Regions from separate parts of the Hordeum vulgare genome. Here region 1 is linked to region 2. A link is a contact called in public Hi-C data. All regions are on one chromosome and are shown on one strand. Each heading gives the region's core, a stretch centred on a gene start, on an enhancer-like site or on the middle of the called end of the contact. The rest is flanking DNA. Distances are from core to core; before and after follow the strand shown.

Evidence for each region. Hi-C and Micro-C count contacts between places; a contact is called where the count stands out from the background.
Region 1: a Hi-C map of leaf shows a contact between it and region 2, with 3 times the contacts expected there. The contact joins the promoter of LOC123443054 here to the enhancer-like site in region 2. A contact is called at or near these places in 2 of 6 Hi-C or Micro-C datasets (leaf and seedling).

The regions. Positions count from the first base shown.
Region 1 is chr3H:80,847,935-80,854,521 of MorexV3_pseudomolecules_assembly, forward strand. LOC123443054 (DEAD-box ATP-dependent RNA helicase 14) reads left to right here and starts at 4,512. Exons shown (of 12, transcript XM_045119292.1): 1 at 4,512-4,784; 2 at 4,893-5,155. The coding sequence starts at 4,907.
Region 2 is chr3H:79,967,551-79,973,789 of MorexV3_pseudomolecules_assembly, forward strand. No RefSeq gene overlaps it. Among protein-coding and RNA genes, the nearest start is that of LOC123439565, 150 kb to the left of the region's middle. Within about 2 kb of position 3,486, at least 1 of the 3 cell types and tissues checked has open chromatin away from gene starts, as enhancers often do. A contact at or near this core is called in leaf, where this site is marked.

The sequences.
Region 1 (6,587 bases), core at 3,262-5,761, 880 kb after region 2:
GATTGCTGAAGTGGAATGGTGGAGGCAATGAGCCCATCATGAAGACTGCCGGAGGCGTGTACGCCATAGGGGCAGAGGCGGGCGGCGCGGGCGAGGGTGCCGAGGTGAAACCCTCGAGCGGCGCGTACGCCCCGTAGGCGGGAACAACCATCATGGGAGTAGACCCTGCCGGAGGCGCGGACGCCGTGAGGGCAGGGTGCGTCGGCGCAAGGCCTGACCCGAACAACCCTGCCGTGCCGGCTGACGAGACGCCCGCGGGATAGAGGCGGCCGAGGAGGCGGGTGAGGAGGCGCTGGACGCGTGGATCGTCAACGCATGCCCCAACGACGAAGGGGGCTGAGGGCTGGTTGGAGAAGAAGGAGCCGATGCTCACCGTCCCGATCGTAGGCGGCCGCATGGCGGCAGAATCGATCGGGCGGGAGAGAAGAGCCACGAGCGAGGCCGGGAGGTAGCCAGCGTTGGAGGAGCCGGAGGCGGCGACGCTCGACATGACGGCGACGGTCTAGGGTTTGGCGGCGGAAGCGAGGATCGTAACTAGGGTTGATACCATGTAAGACAATGATTTGGATGAGAACCGGCTCAACCCTCTAGGGGTGGCCTATCGCACATATATATATATATATGGATATGTCACAATTGGTACAATATACGTACACATATACAGAAGCTATACATGGTCTAACAATTCATACACATCTAAACAGTACTCCATGTAAACCATAATTCAAGATTCTCACAAATAGCAGTGCACCCTCAAGACCAAGAGAAAACTACCTTCACTTGCCTCTTCGGTGTGCACTCCTATCGTCATATGCCATTTGTCTTATGTAATGCTCCAACTACCTTTTAGAGATGTACGAATTCTATATTTGCTAGTTTTGTTGAAGGGGTTATGAAATTTTTCATGGATGATTTTTCTGTCTATGAAACTTCTTTTGATGATTGCCTTCACAGCCTTGACAAAGTTTTGCACAGGTGTGAATACACCAATCTTGTCTTGAATACTAGTAGGAATTTTTACGTCATATAACTTGACTTGCTTATAGCGATGACGGTCTCCCTCAATGCTCGAGGTTTTCATGAGCGAGAAAGTTTGATGCACACCCACTTAGTTTTATATATATAGTTTTCATACACTTATAGCTTTAGTGTATCCTATGCATGTCAACCCCTAATCCTCGCATTGATATCGATTGTAAGGTCTATCCATTGCCTAACGTTCTGCCTAGTTGATGTGAGACTTTCTCCACTTTTGTGTTCCCATATAAACCCCTACCATCATTCTCTTTGCCATCCAAAAGTGCCAAGACCATGGCTCACGCTCACGTATTGAGTGGAGTTAAAAATGCTGAAACGAGAAAAATTATAATACAATTGCTTGGTTTTGCACCGGGGTACTCTTCATTTGATATATCTATGCAGGGAAGGCTAAGCGTGCCATGCTTATCATAATCAAGGGTATAGATGTTGTTTTCTTTAACTTCATTATCATGAAAGACAATGACGAATTACATGCATGTTTTATATTATTGCTCCAATATCAAATTGATAGACCACTGCATTGAATCATTCCTATCCTAATATTCATGCCATGATAATATTATTTGATCAAGATTATTATAGGTAGCATTCCATATGAAAATTATGTTCGTTTTATCATTTACCTACTCGAGGACGAGTATGAATTAAGCTTGGGGATGACGATACATCTTTGTCATATCTATAATTTTTGAATGTTTCGTGTTATTAATTAATCACTTTCACATACTTTTTGTAATAACTCATATGATTTTCTTGGACTACAAATTAATCTAACGCCCATCGACAGTTCATGTTTTTTGCATGTTTTTTTATTTCGCAAAAATCCATATCAAACGAAGTCCAAACAAGATAAAATTTTATAGATATTTTTTATGAAATTATGTGATTTTTGGTGCAAGAACCAACAAAAGAGGGGCCCACACGTGCCACAAGGCAGGGGCGCGCCTACCCCCAAGGCGTGGGTAGGTGCCTTGTGGGCACCCCGTAAGTCGGTTGGAGCTTTTCTTCGATCGGAGTTATATATCTCCGGATATAAAAGAAACAACGTCCAGCCAGAAAATAAGGACGCGGAATAGAGAAGAACTACCTGATGTATCCCCTATTTAAACATGGTGTTTTATGTTATATATTATTATCCAATGATGTGTAGTCATCTTATGATATTTGGAAAGATCTCTTTTATTCTATGGATTGATTGATGATCTTGATTGGTTTGAGTTGCATATTTTATTTTAGTGTTGTCCTATGATGTCTTTTGTGTCGTGCACTCGTGGGAGATTACCGTTGTAGGATGTTTCAATATGTTCATGATTCACTTATAGTGGGTTGCGGGAGTGGCAGAAGGTTAAACCCGAATAAAACAATTGCTGCACATGGGATAAAGGAGACTTTACACTTAATGCTACGGTTAGTTTTACCTTAATGATCTCGAGTAGTTGTCGATTCTTGCTAGATTTTCAATCATAAGTTCATGTGATTCAAATACAGAAAGTATTTGCTTATGCCTCTCCTTCATATAAAATTGCAATAATGATTATCGATCTTGTTATCAATTGTCGAGGACAATCTTGCAAATCCTACCATCACTTTCCACACTCACTATACTAACTTAATTACTCTTTATTAAAACAACACCTAATTTTTATTTCTGCGTTCTTTATTATTTTGCAAACCTACCGAGATACACCTACAAAGTAATTTTATTCTTGTCCTAGGTAAAGTAAGCGTTAGCGCGTAGAATTGTATCAGTCATCGATAACTTGAGAAAATATTAATTCTACCTCCTCGTTGGCTTCAACACTTTTATTTATCAAAAAGGCTACAAATGATCCCTTATACTTGTGGGTTATCAGTTTGTCGGTCTAGAAAGCGCCGCCCGCTACACACCTGGCTGAACACGCCTCCCTCGCCGCATTCAAACGCCTTCAATAAACTCGTGCATGTGTCCAAAAACCTACTCCGACCACCCGTCCGTTCACGAGTTGGTCGACAGTAAACACAACAACGGACAAGCTCCTCGCGCCCACCCGCTATATAAGGGAGGCCAGACGTCGGTACAGAATCGTACCACTCCTCCGCTCCCTATTTGCTCCTTCCACCATTTTCTCAACCCTTTCCATGGCATACGACGAGCAGGAAGATCAGTTGTGTCTTATAAAAGCCCACTGGTGGCCCGTCGAGCCCGTCGGATACGAGCCAAGCAACACATTGCTCCACCTCGCTCGTCGAGCCCAACGGAGCAAGTGGCCGCTCCGTGCTGGTGCATGTTTGAACAACTTGCTGCTCCAAGCCAGCTCGCGGAGTAGTGGCGAGTTGCTCTAGCCTCCAGGCCAGCACGACGGAATGAGCATCGTGGTTGTCGTGGATGAGGCCAGACGCCGAGCCATTCGACGTCAACATTCTCAGAATCGTGCCCCGCCGACGGAGAAAGAAATCGGCTTTGAGATTGACGAGGCGACGACCAACACGTTCGCGGCCGCCACCTAGGCGTCGACGCGTCGGCGGCGTACACAACCGATGTCTCGCCCTCTCTCGCGGGCCACCATCGTCCCCGCCCTAAAAACCAACCCTTATCCGCGCTTCATGGAAGTGGATGCCCCCTTCACCTCCGGCTGAAGCACCCCATTTACCACTCAGATGAGCGGCATAGGCAGAGATAGGGAAGATATGGGGGAAGAATATACCTCTGGGGCTCCTGGCAGTCCGATGAGTGGACTGACATGCATGGGAATACAAAGGGATCCGTCGCGGCCGACCGTAGAGTAATATAATGTATACGTGTCGTGAGATTAGAGCTCCATACGGTCGACCCTGACTAGCATAATGTATCCGTGTAGTTGGAATGAAGCTCCGCGGGGCCGGACTTGCACATAGTTTTGACCATTTTAGTAAAAATATATTAAAAATGTAAATGTTTCCGTTTGGTAATATAAAATCTGTCTTTGCATGGATTTCATTCGAATTTGTAGAAAAAATGTTTGGAATGTATGCGGGTCAGCGATGCCCTCACCAGGTTTTCCAAGGCACGTGTTCGGTGAAGTTCAATAGCAAAGCGTTAGCCTCAAACAAGAACGTTTATAGTCAAGGCAAAGACGTATTTGCCTCCGCCCGTGTTCTTTCGCTGTTCACCGTGCATGGAGGACGTATTTTTCCTCCGTACTTGTCATTTCTCCTCCTCTTTAAACATGCGGATAATTTCTGCTTTTCCGTGAGACGAGAACAGGCACGCACACGAAGAAGCAGGCGAGAGCGTTTGCCAGAACTAAAGCAAAGCAGTAGCTGGGCTAGGCGGTGTGCGGGCCGAAAGCAGCAAAGAAGCAACGAACCTCGGGCCGGGCCGGGCCGTGCCGTGCGCGGGCGAGGGCCTTGCACTTTTCGAGCTTCCCGATCCCACCACCACTTGTCTCAGCTGGCCACCCTGTCAGTACCATTCCTCGCTCGCCCGGCCGGGGTCAGGGTCAGGCCAGGGCAGGTGTGTGAGCGAGGCACCACCACACCATCGACGCCTCCGCTCCCATTCCTGGGACTACTTTTCCATCGGCCTTCGGCCCCCACCCACCCTACTTAACCAGGCGACCGCCGCGCCCCGCATCGACGAGGAAGGAAAGGGTTCCCACACCCACCCACAGCAAAGGGCAACGCGCAGCCACAGCGCGACACCCAGGGCTCCCTCCCCCACCCCTTCCTCCGTCCGCCGCGCCGCCGCCAGCACCCCCCTCGCGCCCGCGCCGCCGATCGCTAGGGTTCGTCCGCCCGTCCCTCCGATCTCCTCCGTCCCGCCTCGCCCCGCGAGCGCATTGCGGCTTGGTCTTCTTGATCTGATTCCCCTCTTTCTTTTCCTTTCCGCGTAGGGTTGGGAGGAGGAATGGCGTCCGCGGCGCCGCGCTACGCGCCGGAAGATCCGACGCTGCCCAAGCCCTGGAGGGGCCTCATCGATGGCACCACCGGCTACCTCTACTTCTGGAACCCGGAGACCAAGGCCGTCACCTACGACCGCCCCACCGGCCCTCCTCCCCCCGTCGCCCCCGCCCCGGCCCCGGCCCCCGCCCCCGCTCCCGTCCAGCAGCCCCAGTACCACCACGACGAGAGGGCCAGGCACAGAGACCCGCCCGAGGTATAACGCCCAAACCATCTCCCTCCCCCCTTCGCTTTGGGTTTTTTTCTTACCTCCCCCGTCGCTTCTGTAGCTTGATTTCTGGGGTGTAAGTAAATGTACGCACGCACGAGATTTCCTTTGTGATTCGTTCGTTTGTCGCATAGCGGCTGCAGGGTCAAGTTGCGGCGAGCCGCTCGTGAAATGCGCGTGGCCTCCCCATCATTTGGAGGTGTAGGGTTATCTCCTCCTCATCTTCTCATCGTTCGCACGCTACTGTTACATCATTGTTTGTTTGTTTGTTTGTTTCGCGTTGTATCTGTCTCATAATGTATAAAACCATGGTTTACAACACGAACGCCACTAACTAGGAGGCAGAGAAGTTTATTTTGGCCTATTGCATGTTGGGATTACATTATGTATGTGCTTTGCATTGTATTTGTGTCATCATTAACACAAGCATGACTTACAATAGCAATGCCACTTGAACTATGAACCGCAAATATCTCTGGTGTTTGCCGCTGCTCACAGATTTAGATAGCAGGGCCAGGCACAGAGACCCGCCGGAGGTAACTCCCAAGTGATCTCCCATTTTTGGGGTTTTGTTCCTCCCCTGCCGCTTCTGTAGCTTGATTTTTTTCGTTTGTCGCTTAGCAGCCGCAAGCGCAAGCTGCAGAATGCGTGTGCCTCCCGATCATTCGAAGGTGGGATTTTTTCTCCTCATCTTCCCATCATTCGCATGTTACTGTTACATTGTTTTTTGTTTATTCCGCGTTGTATCTGTCTCATAACGTAGACATCTAGATGAGCATGCTTTGCAACATGAATGCCACTGATTGTTCAGCATGAAGTTCAGTTCTTTGGGCAACCCACACAAATGCCATTAACTAGGAGGTAGAGGAGTTTAGTTTTTTCTGTCATGTAGCATGTTGCGGTTACATTTTAGGCTTTGCACTGTACTTGTCACATCATTAACAGAAGCATGATTTAGAATAGCAATGCCACTTAAAACTATGAACCGGAAACTTGTCTGGCGTTTGCTGCGGTTCTGGGTTGATCTTCAGGGTTGCTATCTATGCCGGCACTGGTGAGTCCAAGACGATGGCTTCCTCGGGCTGACCGAGTCCTGCCACCCACCTGCTGTCTCTTTTAGGCCTTCAAGGGTGGTTGGTGCGTCGACAAGGGAAGTTCTGTTGGAGTAGTTACTCCTTGGAGGTGGCCAGAGTTGGTCTGTGATGTTCTTTTAAGGGCAGGCCCTTTTGCTTTGCGGTTGTAATTTGTGCGGTGGTTAGTCTTCAGATTAACTTTAGTGTGGAGTTTGTGCTACCCTTGCTGTTCGCAGCGAGGGAGAGTCTTCTTGTAATGTTTCTCTGCCTTCTATAAAAATATGTTATGCCTTGGCGTACTCTCAAAAAGTGCGGAAATTTTAGTTTGTTAAGCCTACTGATAACTG
Region 2 (6,239 bases), core at 2,236-4,735:
CATCATCTATCTCTTCTTTGATGATTATCTGTTTTGTCAACCATCGTCTAAAAAGGTGGAGATTGTTGGTGCAATGATTTGCCTCCTTGTGTTTTGGAGTTTGTTGACATATTCAGTGAGATACCGACGTGTTTGCTATGCAAAGAGAGTAACACGTACGTGGAGTCTCGAGGAGTTTGGTCAAACTCCAAAGATAATCTCCTACATTGCAGAAAGTATTATCACATCAAGTTATGCGGACAAGAGTGGCCCCTAAAAACTGTTAACGCTAAGCAATTGGTTTGTTGTCTATCCGAAGGATATGACCGCAACTGAGAACATGAAGACAAAGTGAAGACGTAGTTTTTGTTTCATTGTTCTTTTTCTCTTTCATTGAGTCATAGGACCACCGTAATACTAAGAGGGGTATTAAGTTCAAAAGTTTTGATTCGCTCGTGCTAAATCAAATCCTATATGAGTTGAGTGAGAAATTTTTTTGTGTTGTGAGGAAATACTCACCAACAAGAGATTGTGTTCTTATTCGCTGCAAGAGATTTGTCTTAGACTGAGTAGTTAACATTACTTGTTCCTCAACTAATGTTATCATTGTCTTAAAATCCGATCGTTGAGAACGTGTCGGTTGGCAATTGGCTGGACCGCATGTCCAAAATGGTCATTTTCATTCATGGAAGGCTTAGGCTATAAATAGCCACCCCACACCGGATTTATCAGTTGGTTGCTCCATTTGATTCCGAGGTATTTGTGAGATACCCTCTCTCCTGAGTGATTTGAATTTAAAATCAACCGAGAGAAAATCCCAGAACCAGAAAATTAGACAATGGTTTAGCATCACTCAAATCTGAGTCTAGTACGCTCCACCTATTACTCTTGAGAGATGCCAACTCTCTAGACAGCTAGGTGTCAAAGTCTTAAGAAACCAAGAGTAATTGTGGTTCTCGAAGAAGTATGTAAAGGTTCGAAGATCACCTCAAGTATCTACCATGAGGAATCGGGAATGGATGATGAACCAATTGTCGAGGAGAATAGGGTGAAGAGAATTTATCTTTGGTGTTAAGTCACAGCCCCTCCAACGAGACATAGTCATTTTGTAGAAGGGCGAACTGGTCTATCAAACACCTTGTTGCCATCGAGCATTCACGGTGATTCTTATCGCATCTATCATTACCAAGGCTGTCAGAATCGCGATTCTGAATCGGATCGGAGCTCCGTTGGTAGGATCGTGAATCGTAGAATCATAACTACGAGGATCCTAGAATCTTAGATTCTATGAGCAAAATCGTAGAATCGGAGGGGCTAGTTTGGATCGTAAAGTCGTAAGATTCTAAGACTTGAGTCACGATTTTGACAACTTTGATCATTACCTTCGGTGTTCTACGAAGCATATCAATCATGTTATTTCCTTCGATGCTTGAGTTGTTATGTCTTTTCATACTCTAGTTGCTTCTAGTTGTAGCTTAGTTTCCTTTCATTCCATTGTAGGGTTCTGTGAGTTTAAGTTTTATAAAGAAAATTTTAAACTCACATTCACCCCCTCCTCTGGTAGACATACTGCATTCATACAATAGTGTTGGTCCGAAACTAGAGCGATCGAGATTAGTATGTGCCTCGTCTCACCACTAGCTAGGGCCACCAGCATTAGGAAACTACATTGTGCAGGGCCACCATGGAGAAACTCGAGGTCTAGTTTTACACGTACATGTTGCTTATCCACCTTGTCCTAATAACGAGATACACGGCTCCTATCAGTAGATTGACACGTCAGGAGGTCTTGCTGGTTTGGTTTTATCTTTGATGAGAGGCTTGTCGACTAGGATACCTTATAGCATCATGAACTCATGGTGTGAGGTTTTCCATCGGATGTGTGTGGTAATTTGTGATGGACTACTTGGAGCATCCCAATAGGGTTAATTTTTTTGGAAAGTCGTGCCCACGAATATGGGGGGATTTGGAAAGTTATAAAATACGGTTGTCGAGAACTTAGAATTAGACTCAATTAAAATACACCAACGGTGTGCAGAACTGTGATCGTCTCTTTTGTGATGTTTGAACCAAGAAGTGAACACGGTGGGGTTATGACTGAATAGTAAGCAGGTGTTCACGATCACTTCTAGATCGTTACCAGTTCATGATCGTTTATGCGTAAAATAGTCTTCTTCTTCTTGTACTCGTATGTTAGTCAGATGCAAATGCTTAGTGCTTCTTGTAGCCTCACCACTTAACCATTCCTTATCCATTAAGCTTTTTTAGTATTGGTACACTTTGAAACTAGATTGTTGAGTCCCTTAAAGGTTCACAGATTACTACAACACAAGGTCCAGGTATAGGTAAAGTGATGCTTGTTCGATTTGGAGTTCTTATTCTTTTTATTCTTCGAAGATCATAGGATGGCTTCGAGGTTGACAGCGTGGGATTAGCAAGGTCGGCGTCATCTTCTTTCATTTGTTTTCATCCGTAGTCGGATCCTGCTCTTATATATGATGATTACTATGTATTGATGTATTGAGATATTCATGTCGTAACTTGTGGTGAGTGTAAGCCCATATCTTTCATTTTATTTTCTTCAGTACATGTATTTCTGATGATATCCATCTTGCTAAAGTGTCTCCGATATGCACTTCTATCCTTAGCGATACTTTCAAGTTTCGTGGGGATAGGACCGCATATTGGGCATTACACATGCACACATATTGTTCGACAATATGGTCCAACCAGACTCGGTATATTCTTTGTCTCATATGACATTTGCACTGGTCAATTCATTTGTTGCACATATTATTTGATCAAACTTGTAAGATGATACATTAGTTGCGATGCATATTGTAGGACCAAATAATGCTTAACATAATAAATTGACAAGAGCATTTCAATTTGACATGAGGGTCCCAAATCTCTCGTGTTTGGAGTTAGGCAAACATTAGGCACAAAAAAGAAGAAGGTACTGAAGCCAAGAAGTCCAGCATTCACATAGTTTGAAGATGCTTTGTTGGTTTATAGTTAGTTGAACACTAGCACGGATCCTGCATCTCGAACCAGACATAAAGGAGTCCAATATTAAGAATATGTGGTGCCTCACCCAATCATTAGCAGGCGTTGCCCGTGCTTTCTTTGTCATAGATGGTCCACTATCCAAGAGAACCTGAGCAAGTTTCTTGGTTTTCTAAAACAAGTCGTTGGCCGAAACCAAAGCGGCATTGAAGTTTTTGCATGTTTGTAGTCTTGAGATGTCTACGTGAATTATCCACTAGTATAAAAACCTTGGAGCTACCCTCATGGATGGAGATGTTGTATCTTTCAATGGGTCAGGGAGATTAAAGGTAGGATAAATCACCAGTTTTTCTTTTATATAATGAGCTTTTTATATAATAAGCCGATGAGGCTTCAGTTTTCTCGAAAAAATTAGGATAAAGTTATAATGTTCAGGGTGTCGCCTTCTATGGCCCATGCCCCACAATTCATGACTCTACACCCATAGGGCCTCCACACCAGTGGCCCAAGAGCTGATGGCCCTCCATGCTTTTGCGCCAGCCAACCTCCACACACAAGCAAGCACGGTCAAGCAATGCACACAAACTAAGGGTATGTGATCCCCTAAATCCGGTTAGGGCGTAAAAAATCAGTTTACTCCTCTAACGGATACCTACTTGAACTCCTAATGTGTATAGTAGAGTAAAAAAATATTCCTCGGCCCCGCGGACGGCTAAATATACTCGACCTTCACCCGGTCGAGTAAAATTTGCTGCCACTTTTCGATGGCCCTGCGGACGGCTAAATATACTCGGCCTTCACCCCGCACTGCACTCGCACTCATGCACCTATCGACGACTAACCATCGACTCCGTCGCTTCCTCGCTCCCACCAAATGACCCACACCCCGACGGTCCCTTCCGATGTGCTCACGCTGCTGCTCATCGGTGAGTCTAGAGTCGCTGCTCTAGGCACCTTATTGCTTGATTTGCTCGCCCGCAAGTGATCAAACCAGCTGAAATCAAACGCAAAACGACCCTAGTTTTTCGCATGTGAGGGGCCTAAATATCCGGTTTTGAAAGTTGTCTTTTTAGAAAATGTGCATCCATTTCCAAAAACATATTTATCCGAAAAGATTCTAAAATTAAAAAAATCATTTTTTTCTATTGATTCAAAAATAAAAAATAAATCAAATGTGTTTAGTAATTTAAAAAATATCAAATTAAAAATAATCGTCGAATTCACAAAATGAGCATTGAATTCAAAAATCATATATTTTAAAAATGTTCATCGTATTAGAAAATGTTCATTTAATTAAAAAAGTTCTTGACTTCACATTTTGTTCATGAAATTTAAGAAAAATGATCATAGAATTTAAAATTTGTTCATCAAATATAAAAAATGTCCATAACTGCTAAAACATAGTTCTACAAAAATTCAAAAAAAATCATCCAAACTCTAAGGATATCCGGTTTTCAAGTCGTGAACATTTTTTAATTACAGCTATTTTAAGTTTGTAAAATTTGTCTAAAACTCTGAACTGTTTTAAACAAGCAATAAAACAGGAAAAAAATCATAAAAAAGCAAAAAAAAACTGGTCTACAGGTTAAGTTGTTTTCCATCGTGTAGAGCGATGAATGGCGCAACAAGAATAACTCGCACGAAGCAAATTAGTACGATGTTTTGTTGAAACGTCTACAGTAATAAGATTGGCTCATTCACTTATTATTAATAGAACACCTAAATGATAACGTACATAAGTGTGGCAGAAGGCAACATGATCCACACGCCTTTATAATCATTTACTTTGCCACGTCAAGCATACGACATCAGCAGATATTTTTTAGACTTATTTTTTTTATCTTTTAAATAAAAATCCAATTAAAAATCTGTTTTTATCATTAAATCCGTCTTGATGAGATATTCAAAATTAGATACCATATTGGTATATTCTGATGACCTTTTTTGGGGCCAAAAGTTGCTATGATGTTTACACTAAAGTTGCCATGACATCTTGTATCTCTTTTTTTCTAGATTTAAAGCTACCATTGTATTTCAACTACTCTTCATGATAATTTTTACTAATTGACCATTGCAAATTTTAGTAATTAACCATGGAAAATTTTATTCATACATCATGACAATTTTTAATAATTTATCATGGCAAACTGGGCTTATAGATCATGGCAATTTTAGTATTATGACAATGGCAATTCTATTATTTTGAACATGGAAAATATTTTTTCAATAACCATAGCAAATTTTAGTGCGTATATCATGCCAAATTTAAGTAATTCATCATGAAAATTTTAGTCTATAGTTCATGGAAAATGTGAGTCATTGACCATGCAGTCTTAAGTTAATTGAGGGGATATTTTATTTTTATTATGAAGCTTGTCAAAATTATTTCATGAATCATGGAAAATTTTAGTAATTCATTATGGAAAAAATAGTTTCTTAATTTTTTTATAACATGTTAAAATTTACTTTAAACATAGAAAAAAGCAGTTGAAATATATGATCACAATTTCAATGTAATCAAGATAACAATTTATATGCAATAGACATGGTAATTTTTAACACAAAAAAGTCGTCAAAACATATTCATATGAGATCTAGTTTCGAAGATCTGGTGCGTCGACCTTTATAATCATTTATTTTGACACATCAAACATATGACATCGGCAGATTTTTTTTTTTGACTTAAATTTATTTATCTTTTAAATAAAAATCCAATTAAAAACCATTTTTACCATTAAATCCGTCTCGATGAGATGTTCGAAATTAGATATCATATTGATATACCCCGATGACCTTTTTTGGGGCCAAAAGTTGCTATGATGTTTACACAAAAGTTGCCATAGTGTTTACAAGAAAATTGCGATGACATATTGTATCTCTTTTTTTCTCGATTTAAGGCTACCATTGTATTTCAACTACTCTTCATGGTAACTTTTATTAATTGACCATTGCCAATTTTACAAATTAACCATGGAAAATTTTATTCATGGATCATGACAATTTTTAATAATTGATAATGGCAAATTGGGCTTATAGATCATGTCACTTTTAGTATTATGACAATGGCAATTCTATTATTTTGAACATGGAAAATATTTAGTGCATGTATCATGCTAAATTTAAGTAATTCATCATGAAAATTTTAGTCTATAGTTCATGGAAAATTTGAGTCATTGACCATGCATTTTTAAATTAATTGACGGTATATTTCTTTTTTACTTATGAAGTATGTCAAAATTATTTCATGAATCATG